Regions from separate parts of the Mus musculus genome. Here region 2 is linked to region 1. A link is a contact called in public promoter capture Hi-C data. All regions are on one chromosome and are shown on one strand. The core of a region is the stretch at or near the end of the contact, and the rest is flanking DNA. Distances in the headings are between cores, read along the strand shown. Region 1 holds the start of Stum (mechanosensory transduction mediator). Region 2 holds the start of Mixl1 (Mix1 homeobox-like 1 (Xenopus laevis)).

Region 1 (5,064 bases), core at 37-2,536:
CATCTAGAAAACACAGTACTATGTAGTGCTTTGTACAGTTAAGGCAGGCATTGAATGTGGTTAAGAGTTTGGGATGCTGCCCAACAGAGGATGCTGTGATAAACATTTAAAATAAAACATACCTACAAGTAGTTTCTGTTGGCCATTAAATCTTGACCTGCATCACTTTCTGGGAGGGGCTTTAGTGACTGATAACTCCCCTACAGTTGGATGCATGGGAAGGTCCCAGTCCCAGAACCTTCGAACCTTCAGCATATCCCAGCCAATTTGTCACTGGCTCTGCGGTACTATCATTGTAATGACTACAATCCTGCAGGCTACCTTGTAGACTTAAAATATTTATCTATTTAGAAGTGTAGTCTTGCTCAAGTTGGTCTTGAATTTGATAGGAAGAGAGCCTCCTACCTACACCTCTCAAGGATGGGATTGCAGCCATGAAGCACGTGCCCCGCTAGAGGAGGTCATTTTCATCGGAGTAGATGAAGGGTCTTATTGAAAAGACTGAATTAGGCTCTTGGTTTGGACTCTTGCCAAGTCTATTCGCTTATTCCCACCGGTGCATCGTTAACACCAGGGGGCGCTGTGGGCGCACCGCATCTTCACCAGGTAGTCATAACTGGCCCAGATGTCCCGCAGCAGCACACTGGTCAGGGCATGGTTCCCACTACCAGCTCCGTGGCTCCCTCAAGCAAGCATTCCTTTCCATTTTCGTTTCTATGTGTGTGAACTTATACGTGAGACAGTGTGTGTGTGTGTGTGTGTGTGTGTGTGTGTGTGTGTGTGGGCGCGTGAAGGGAACATCTCTTGCAGACATGCATGGGTTTATAAAGCTGTAAGCTATATTTCTCGCTTCCAGTCCTATCAGCATCTGTGACTCGAAACACGTTGCTTTTTCTCCGTGACTCGAAATGCAAAGTGTTTCTAGGTTTCAGGCTTCAAGCGTCCCTAGCCCCCACCTCCCTAGCATTAAATGCACACTCCAGAAGAGAGATTCAACCTTGAGGCTTTTCCAACTGAATCAGCCTAGTGCACGCCCAGCTCTCCAGGACCTTGAGTGAGGTTCTCAGTTCACCTGTGCTAGGAGGGTGAGGCACATCCATCCCTCTGGGTACCTAGACCACCAGCATCCTTGCGCTCTCCTTGCGCTTTCTTCCCTTGCTGGGGTCTCCATTGCTGGTGAACCAAGGGCTTTGCAGAGAGGTGTGGAGGGGGCGGGGAAGGGGCCCGGAGGGGAGGGGCGAGGGAGCGCTGTCACAGAGTGTCACGCTGCCCCTCCCGCCCTCCGCCCGGAGTGGGGGCGTGGAGCGCGGGAGGGCGGGCTTCTCCGCCAGCCTCGCAGCACCCGGAGCGCACTGGCCTCCTGAGAAGGGCGCATAGCGCGCTGCCAGGAGCCCGCAGCCGGCCGCCGTCTGCCCTGGTGCCCCGGGCGGCTGCAGGGTTCCTGGAGAGCGCGTCCAGCCATGGAGCCTTTGCACAAAGACGCCGAGACCGCGGCGGCGGCGGCGGCTGTGGCAGCGGCAGATCCCCGGGGGGCATCGTCGTCCAGCGGGGTGGTCGTGCAGGTTCGCGAGAAGAAGGGGCCCCTGCGCGCCGCCATCCCCTACATGCCCTTCCCGGTGGCTGTCATCTGTCTCTTCCTCAACACTTTCGTGCCGGGATTGGGTAAGAAGTGTGTGTGTGGGCGACCCTTGTGACCCCTTTAACCCCTGCGGTCCCTGCGACCTGGGCTGCCTGATGGAGACCAGGCAGGGCAGAGGTAGGCACTGGCTGAGACCCGTGGATGTGTCCACCAGCTTCAGGCTGTGCTCCCACGGTTGGTATCTAGCAGGTGGCTGAAGCCTGTGGCGTGGGCATCCTAGAGAAGAGGTACCACGCTGGGGGGGTCTCCGACCCACAAGCGAGGTGGCCAGGCAGAGAAGAGCTATGAAATTGACAGAGAATCTTGGAGTCCCAAGCAGGGACCCGACGGCTCACTGGCTCCAGGCTAGGCTACTGTCCAGAAGAGTGGAATCTTGGCCCTTCTTCCCCATCAAGTGCGTCTGTGATCCCTTTACTTCGGGAGGAGAGGAGGCCGAACAGGAAGAACTCAGGGCTGTGATGGGGTTGACCAGGCTCCAGGGAGTCTGGGAAGTCGGTTGAGCTGGGGGAAGGGAGACACACAGTTTCAGGAGACACACTGCATCAGGTCACGCTTTCACGCGGTGCAGAGCCTGTGGAGGTGGCAGTTCTTTAGCCAGAGTCTCTTTTCCTGGTGTCCGCTTTTCTGCCTGACACTTCGCAGTACACCGACGGAAAGGGGTGATTTTATTATTCCGTTTGCATGCATGTGTATTTAGACTGCATGTGACCAGAAGTGAGCCGGTAAGAAAGCGAAGAGTGAGCCTTGATAAGTCTGTATTAGGCTCTGGCTGTCTGGACACACCCCAAAGCCACTGCTGTCCCAAAATAGTGCCTAAGGGTGAATAAAGTTAAAGAATGAGAGCTTTCTTGATCGCCTCTCTCCAGCACCCATCTCTGCCTGCATGCCCTTCCCCCACTTCCAACTTGATCTCCTGCCACGGGTGGACCCTGCACACGAGACGGAGGCGCCCTCCTCGGCAGCGTGCAGGGCTGCAGAAGCAGGCATCCTATGCATTCTTCAGAGAGCCTGCTGCTGCCAGCCAGCTAGTTGCCTGCACATGGTTGCAAAGTTCCCAAAAGCAGAGGTCAACTAGAAGTGGCCTTTCCTTTCACTTTGGCCTTTCTCACGGCCTTGCTCCTGGAGGGCCCAGCGGGGACCTCATCTGTGGTGATTTTGAAGGCCACGCCCACTCAAACTGGACCTGTTGGTTTTGCCTGGACTCTTAAGTCCAGGAGGGATGCTGTGCTGCGGAGTCCCATCTGAGTAGAAAGTCAGAGCCTTTAATTGGGCTTATCCCCTGAGTGAGGTCTCTAGCAGCCTGCCTCACCGTCCAAGTCCTCAGGCAAACTCTAAACTACTGCAGGGTGGCAAGCTGCTGTTAATTTCCATGTGTCAGCAATGTCCACCCACTGGAGTAAAGAGAGAGCACCTGTCTGTCTCCCTGAGAATATCAAGGCCACAAGGCACGCGCGCGGGGTGCATGCTGTTAGAATTATAAGTGTTGAAATAACAACATCCTGACATAGGCTTTGAGGAAACAAAGAATTAGGTGGGCAGGAGAGCACTGAGGCGCTGCTGGAGACAGAAGTGAGCTTGTGGGAAGCCAGCCCCAGGAGGCAGCCAGGGCCACTGGCTCAGGATGCACCAGAGCATGTCCTCCCTGTGAAACACCAGATACCCCGAGCCTGCTGCCATGATCACATCTACTCTGCTTGCCTCTAAAACTTTACCCCACAGACCTAGCGTTCTCTCCTTCACAGCTCCATTTGTAGATCAGAATCCTGTCGGATTCTTTACTGATAAAGTACACACACACACACACACACACACACACACACACACACACACACCCCTTTCTAAGAAACTTGGATAGAAAGAGACAAACTACCCAAGAAATATGAAATGTGGAAAAGTGCTTTTTCAGCTCAGGCATTTTTCAGTACTCACCTCGGTTGCTACTGCATAGTTTCCTGGGGGTGCAGGCCTTGGCACCTACCCACAAGGAGTGGGAGATCCCAGGCTCTTGGTAGGTTGGGCTTCTGATCTGTAAGTCTGGGATGCTTGGTCCTTTAGGAGACTGGGTTGATGGAATGTGAGCTGTCAAAGCACAAGGCTGATCACAGAAAACATGCTAGAAACGGGTCCATGGTGTCCTGCTCCCTGTGACTCTGTCTGTCTTTCTGCCTGTCTCGTCTCTTCTCTCTCTCTCTCTCTCCCATACTTCTTTTTACTTTTTCAGATAAGGTTTTATCATGTATTTCTAGCTATCCTGGTACTTGCTAAGGAGCCCAGTCTGGCCACAAACTCAAAGCAGTACTCCTGCCTCAGCCTTCCCTATGCTGGGATTATATACCACCACGCTCTGCTTTGCCTCGTTTGTCTCGTTCCTGGGTGGGGTAGCTGGCACACTGGCGCCTCTGCTTCTGAGTGCTCCTCATCTCTGTACCTGCAGTGGAGTCCTCCACAGACCACACACCTTGAGAGTATTTTTTCCTTGCTACCTCCACTGCCCTGGCTAGGGACTGGTTTGGGTAGTCCCAGCTCCTGGAAGTCCTCTCTTGGCTCAGGTCTGCATATGCTAATCCTTCTGGCTTGCTCAAAGCTCGAGAGCCATCTGAATATTCAGACTGCTGCTTCTGATCCATCTAGCCATCCACTGGGCCAAAGCAGGCCTCGCCCACCCGCGCCAGGCACTGGGGATGTGCAGATGCATCAAGCAGCCAAGACAGTGCCTGTGTAGGAGAATTAATATAAACGGAATTTGCTCGGTGTTAGGAGGGAAACAGGGACATAGAGTTTTAGCAGTAGTTAATTCTTCCTGGGGTGGGGTTGGTTTGTTAGAGGATTCTTTTGAGAGAGGTAGTTGGAAAATTCATTCCGTGGCTCCATGCATTCCTCCCGCTCCCTACAGCATCCACTCTTTAGAAACTGCTCAGACCACTGACACAAAGAGCCTTTCTTTCTGCTGGAAATTCCCTTTCTTGCAAGTTCCTTCTTTTTCTCTTTTCTTTCTCTTCTTTTATCTTTTCTTCTCTTTCTTTTTCTCTTTCTTCCTTTTTCTTTTTCTTTTTTCTTTTTTTCTTTTTTGCAACAAAGAGGGAAACTGAATGGAAACTACCCACCACCCCATGTTGCTGGGTGTCTCAGGACCATCAGTCTGTGAGACCTGCCCCATCCTTTAAACCCTCCAGGCCTCTCTCCATCATGTGGTGTGTCTTAGTCAGGGTTTGTATTCCTGCACAAAGCATCATGACCAAGAAGCAAGTTGGGGAGGAAAGGGTTTATTCGGCTTATACTTCCACATTGCTGTTCATCACCAAAGGAAGTCAGGACTGGAACTCACACAGGGCAGGGACCTGGAGGCAGAAGCTGATACAGAGGCCATGAAGGGGTGCTGCTTACAGGATTGCTTCCCCTGGTTTGCTCAGCTTGCTTTCTTATAG
Region 2 (5,464 bases), core at 2,773-5,272, 210 kb before region 1:
TACATACACACACACATACGTATATAGCAAGAACCATCTCACAAATAGACGCACTGTGAAATTAAAGCTCAGGAAGGAAGGACCTTGCCAAGTAGACAAGCACTGATGACTGAAAAGCAGACTGGAGTTCAAGGCCAGCTCAGACAGCCATAGCTCAGATTAGGGTCTGGGTTTTCCCTCTTCAACCCCAAAATAACTATAAAATAAGAGCTCTCAAAGGGCTTAAAAATGCACTCACAACCATCTGTGCATGTGATTTATTTATTCTTGTTTTTTGGGGTTTTTGTTGTTGTTTTTTTGGTTTTGTTTGTTTGTTTGTTTTTTCGAGACAGGGTTTCTCTGTGTAGCCCTGGCTGTCCTGGAACTCACTCTGTAGACCAGGCTGACCTCGAACTCAGAAATCCGCCTGCCTCTGCCTCCCAAGTCCTGGGATTAAAGGTGTGCACCACCACCGCCTGGCTATTTGTTTTTGAGGCACGGTCTTGTAATATAGCCCTGACTGGAGTGGAATTTCCTGTGTAGACCAGGTGAGACTTGATGTGATGCTCCTGCCTCAGCCTCCTAAGTACCTGAACAACAGGCACTCAGTAACCACAGCTGGCTTTTGTGAACATGATTTAAAGTAAGACTGAAGCAATGCTGAGGGGCATAAAAGGCTGTGTGTGTCCCTCTGTCTGTCTGTCTCACTTTTCTTGAGGCAGGGTCTCTCTATTATACAGCCATGGCTATATCCTGAAACGTGCTATGAAGGGCCAGGCTAGCCTCAGACTCATAGAAATTCTCCCCTCTTGCCTTCCGAGTGCTAGGATTAAAAGTATGCACCACCATGCCTGGCTAAGAGTTTTTCTTTCTATCACTTCCAGTTCCAACCTGAGTCTTCTCTGTAGCTGGACAAGGATACATCCAAGCACATGCAAGAAAAATCTCAATTCAGAGCTAGCAGGAAACTCAGCCAGTAAAGGTGCTTGCTGCCAAGCTGATGGACTGAGTTCAATCTCTGGACTCACATAGCAGGTGGAGAGAACCATTTCCCACAAACAGTGCTCTGACAACTCATGTGTGCATATTCCCAAGTGTACACACGCATACACACACACACACACACACACACACACACACACACACACACAGATGGGGTGGAGGAAGAGACCCACAAACAGACAGAGATATAGAGACAGAGAGGGGGTAGAATAAGAAAAGCTAAATTTAGGGCAAAAGGAAGAGAGGATGAGAGTTTCTGAGCTCTTGTTCAATACATATTACAATATGGGACAAATCTGAAGGAAATGGTTTTTAAAAATGATGCCTGTTGGTTGGATTAGAGGATTCTCAGATCACAAATTGCACTATGATTTCTGGCCACACACAGCCCCAGCTGTGTACACAGCCTGCCATTATTTCCCTCAGTCCGTTTCCCTGCCCTGTAGGGTTCTTCTGGGGCAGACAGAAGGTGGCAGAGGACAGTGATGGACAAAGGACCCGGGAGGATTTCCACGTAGCAGGTTGAAGAATTCCTATAGCTCAGAACCCAGCTGAGTCTCTGGGAGGCTCGGCTGTCACTGACAAACTCCTTCTGGGAGCAGTAGTCACAGACTCTGGTGTCTTCTCAGGCTGGTTTCCTGATCCCTTCAGGGACAGCAGTGCAGCAGCCACTGAAGCTCCTAGGTGGCAGAGACCAGGCCACCTCTCTTCCCAAGATGACTGGAACCCAGTGTTCCCACAGAGTCATATCTGGAGATCCGCTTGGCACAGCACCTGTCCAGGTCTTTGGGCTTTGATCTGGATTGTAGTGTATTTCTTGGAGAGTAAAATGGGAACACACACCACACATCACACATCCACCACACACACACACACACACACACACACACACACACACACACCTACTATATAAGAACATACATAAGCACAGCCATAACATTTTATTTTGTTTTCAAATAATTCATTTTTAATAATGGATTATAAAACTGAGTGACAGGTTGGGTGTATAATTCAGAGATAAAGCCCTGGGTTTGAGCCTCAGCATCACAGAAAAAAAGAGAAGAATAAAAGTAGGTGTGAACTTTCATGTTCAAGAGGCTGAGACAGGTAGATCTCAAGTTCAAGGCCAGCCTGGGCTATCTCGTGAGACCCAGTCTCTGAATTGATGAACAAATGGCAGAAGATGTAGCATAGCCCTTCCAGTGCTTGTCCAGCATTTACAAGGCCTTGTTTGAGCCCCAGCATTGCATAAAATCAGGCATTGTGTGGAATGTCTGTAAAGAGAGCTTTGCATCCTGGAAGTCCATCCTTGGCTACATAGAGAGTGTGAGGCTAGCCTGGTATACACGAGACCCTGATATATGTACGGGGTAGGAGTAGAAAAATAAAAGCATAGAAAAATCAAATTCTGATTTTTCCATTCCATACACTGTGAAACTGAAAAACTGTCAAAGAAATAGAAGAAGAAAGAAAGGGAGAGGGGTTGGAGGTGTGTGTGTGTGTGTGTGTGTGTGTGTGTGTGTGTGTGTGTGTGTTTGAGGGGAAGGGATCAGATGGAAAAGCAGGCCTGGGGAGTCTTAGCATCCGCATAAAGCAGGAGGCCAGGACACTTCCCACGACTCCCCAGCTGGTGGACAGGTCAAGCCTAGAACTTGCCGATCACTCTGTGCTTTGACACTTGGGATAATTGCCCATAGTAAAGATATGGCCACTTGCTGCTCTTCCAGAGGGTCAGTTCTCAGCACTGTATCAGGTGGCTTACAACCCATTACTTCCCAGCACTGTGTCAGGCAGCTTACAACCCACTTCCCTCTTTTGGCTTCTTTGGGGGCTCACATGCGTATTAGTAGACAGGATGCACTCATGGCCAGCACATATACTTTCTCCTATGATACTTCCCATTAGCATTGAAGACGTTGCAGGAACAGGTCCTGGGCTGGGCTGTGGAATACCCCTTCCTCTGCAGGGAGCCCCTTTGAGGCCTTGCAAGCCGTGCTCCTTGCCCTGCCTGCCTCTGCACCCTTCTGCTATAGTGCTGCATGCCTCTGATTTCTCTATGAAGCAACTTGGCTTCTGTCTCAACAGATGTTCCCTGAGGGTCTTGCTTAGGATTTTCCAGTCACTGGGTCCTATTCTCAGGACCAGAGGGTAAGGAGGTGGGGAGAGACTTATATGAATAAATGAATGCATGTGTGCACTAGGGGAAGCAGATATAGAAGTCACAACTAAACTACAAATCCGCATAAAACAAACCAGGAACCTCAAATGAACCCCAGGGGACAAAGGAAATAGTAATGGCATCAGAGGGAGCAGAAACTTCAAGGAGTGGCATCAGAGGGAGCAGAAACTTCTCGGGTTCTGAGCACTGTTGGGATTCTTTAGGAGCGCTAACCCCGTACAACTTCAGCCCGTCCAATTTACAGCATTCTTGTTGACAGGTCACAGATACTCTAGGCAGGAGCAGCGTCACTGTTCAGGATGTGTGCCTGTCCCCTTTGAGATCTCTTTATCTTCACCCCCCCTTGGATTCAGGATGTGTCAGGGTGGTTTGCCGAGGGCAGGGCTAGGCTGTTTAACCAACCTGGAGTAAGGTCTAGCACATAGCAGGGGTGGTAAATAGCGCCTTTGATGGTGACAGGCGGACAGCGGGCCAGGCACAGCGCGGGGGACCTACGAACCAAGCCCCCAAGAGATTCAGGCGCTCTTGAGAGGTCTTCTGGCCCAGAAGAGGGGGTTCTGTCCAAGTCCGGCCTGCACTTGGGGCGACCCCACCGGGGCAAAGCGGTTCGAGGTATGTGGATTGGTGGTTGGACTGGCTGGCGGATGGGCGGAGAAGGGACGGAGCGGCCCGGACTCAAGTTCGCGCCTCCCTCATTCCGTCCCCGGGTCAGCGGAAGCGATTATTCCCGCGGCGTCTGGCGGGGCTGGGGCGGGCTCGCACCCCGAGGAGACGAGACGCGGCTTCCCTGCACCCACGCCTTTGATGGCGCCGCCGCCCCCTCCCCGGCTCCGGGCCGCTATAACTGCAGGCGCGCGGGGGTACAGGGAAGCGTCCGGGAGTCATGGCCGCAGCAGGGTCCCAGCAGCTCCAGTTCGCAGAAGGCGCCGCTTTCCCCATCTTCCCCGCCGCGCATCCCGGAGGGCAGCTGCTCCCAGCCATGCGCCCAGCCTCTGGGCTGCCCGCGGCGCCCCACGACTCTCGCGCCCCAGCAGCCACGCAGTGCTTTCCAAACCGCGACTCCAGTCCCACAGCGCAGACCCCCGCCGGCCTGGATCCGCCCGGACCCTCCAAAGGCTCGGCCGCCCCGTCGGCGCCACAGCGCCGCAAGCGCACGTCGTTCAGCTCGGAGCAGCTGCAGTTGCTGGAGCTCGTCTTCCGACAGACCATGTACCCAGACATCCACTTGCGGGAGCGCCTGGCTGCGCTCACGCTGCTACCCGAGTCCAGGATCCAGGTGAGTCGCGGTCGCAGCTGCGCGTTCCAGTGGAGGTGCTGGGAAGTCACAGGCTTGTTGGGCCATTTATTCTGTGGGGGAAAAGTTACTCTCTTTGAACCTCATGGTTCTAGACTGCAAACTGGGATGTCAGTTAAGGCCGCGTTACCATGTGATTGATCTGGGCAGCTAAGGGGCTTGCGGACCCATTGAAAGGTCCCAGCAGGAAGGTAGTCATTGCACTCTTTCCCAGCGTCCAGTAAGGAGAGAGAGAGAGACAGAGACAGAGAGACAGACAGAGAGACAGAGAGAGAGAGACAAGCCTTCCTCTGGCTTTGATTCTAAGTAGCAGAGCAGGGTTGGATCACCTTCAAAACAAGCAAGAACTTCTTGTCACTTTGAAAAAATATTGCAAAGTGAGTTTATTGTCTGAGGTCGATCATTTAGATCAGAGTTTTGGAGATGATAGGGAGAAGCCTCTCTCTCTCTCTCTTGCTCTCTCTCTCTCTCTCTCTCTCTCTCTCTCTCTCTCTCTCTCTCTGTGTGTGTGTGTGTGTGTGTGTGTGTGTGTGTGTGTGTGTGTGTGTGTGACTGAGACAAGTTCATGCTGCGTAGTCCAAGCTGGACTTCAATTCACAATCCTTCTGCCTCAGCTTCCTGGGTGCTTGGATTACAGGTAGGTTCCCCAACACCCAGTTTAGACGCTTGCCTCAGGAGGGTGGACATTTAGTGTTTATTTTTTTCCTGGACTTAGGGTGACTACTCAACTGTCACTTTTTTACCCCCTCCAGTCAGGGTTTCTCTGGGTAGCCCTGGCTGTCCGGGAATTTGCTCTGGAGACCAGGCTGGCCTTGAAATCAAAGATGTGCCTCCTTTGTCTAGGATTAAGGGGGTGTGCCACTATCTCCTGGCTTCAACTGTCACTTTCAGCAGTTGTCACCCTGGGCTTCCTATGCAGAACACGTTTGTGGGGAAATAGTAAAGACATTTACACACAGAAACGAGCTTCACGGAGGAAAAATACCTACTGGGATTGAAGGGGTATGCTA

The links. Capture Hi-C pulls out chosen DNA fragments and counts their contacts.
Region 2: a contact with region 1 is called in a promoter capture Hi-C map of liver. The contact joins the promoter of Mixl1 here to the promoter of Stum in region 1. A contact is called at or near these places in 5 of 39 promoter capture datasets (embryonic stem cells, macrophages, pre-B cells and 2 more), 3 of 484 Hi-C or Micro-C datasets (the AML12 cell line, bone marrow-derived macrophages and nephron progenitors), 1 of 115 datasets of contacts at active chromatin or transcription factors (stem cell-derived neural progenitor cells) and 3 of 9 other capture datasets (adipose tissue, liver and macrophages).

Annotation. Positions count from the first base shown.
Region 1 is chr1:180,479,726-180,484,789 of GRCm38.p6, reverse strand. It overlaps Stum (mechanosensory transduction mediator), which reads left to right and starts at 1,286. Exons shown (of 4, transcript NM_001081227.2): 1 at 1,286-1,662. The coding sequence starts at 1,461.
Region 2 is chr1:180,695,592-180,701,055 of GRCm38.p6, reverse strand. It overlaps Mixl1 (Mix1 homeobox-like 1 (Xenopus laevis)), which reads left to right and starts at 4,022. Exons shown (of 2, transcript NM_013729.3): 1 at 4,022-4,436. The coding sequence starts at 4,044.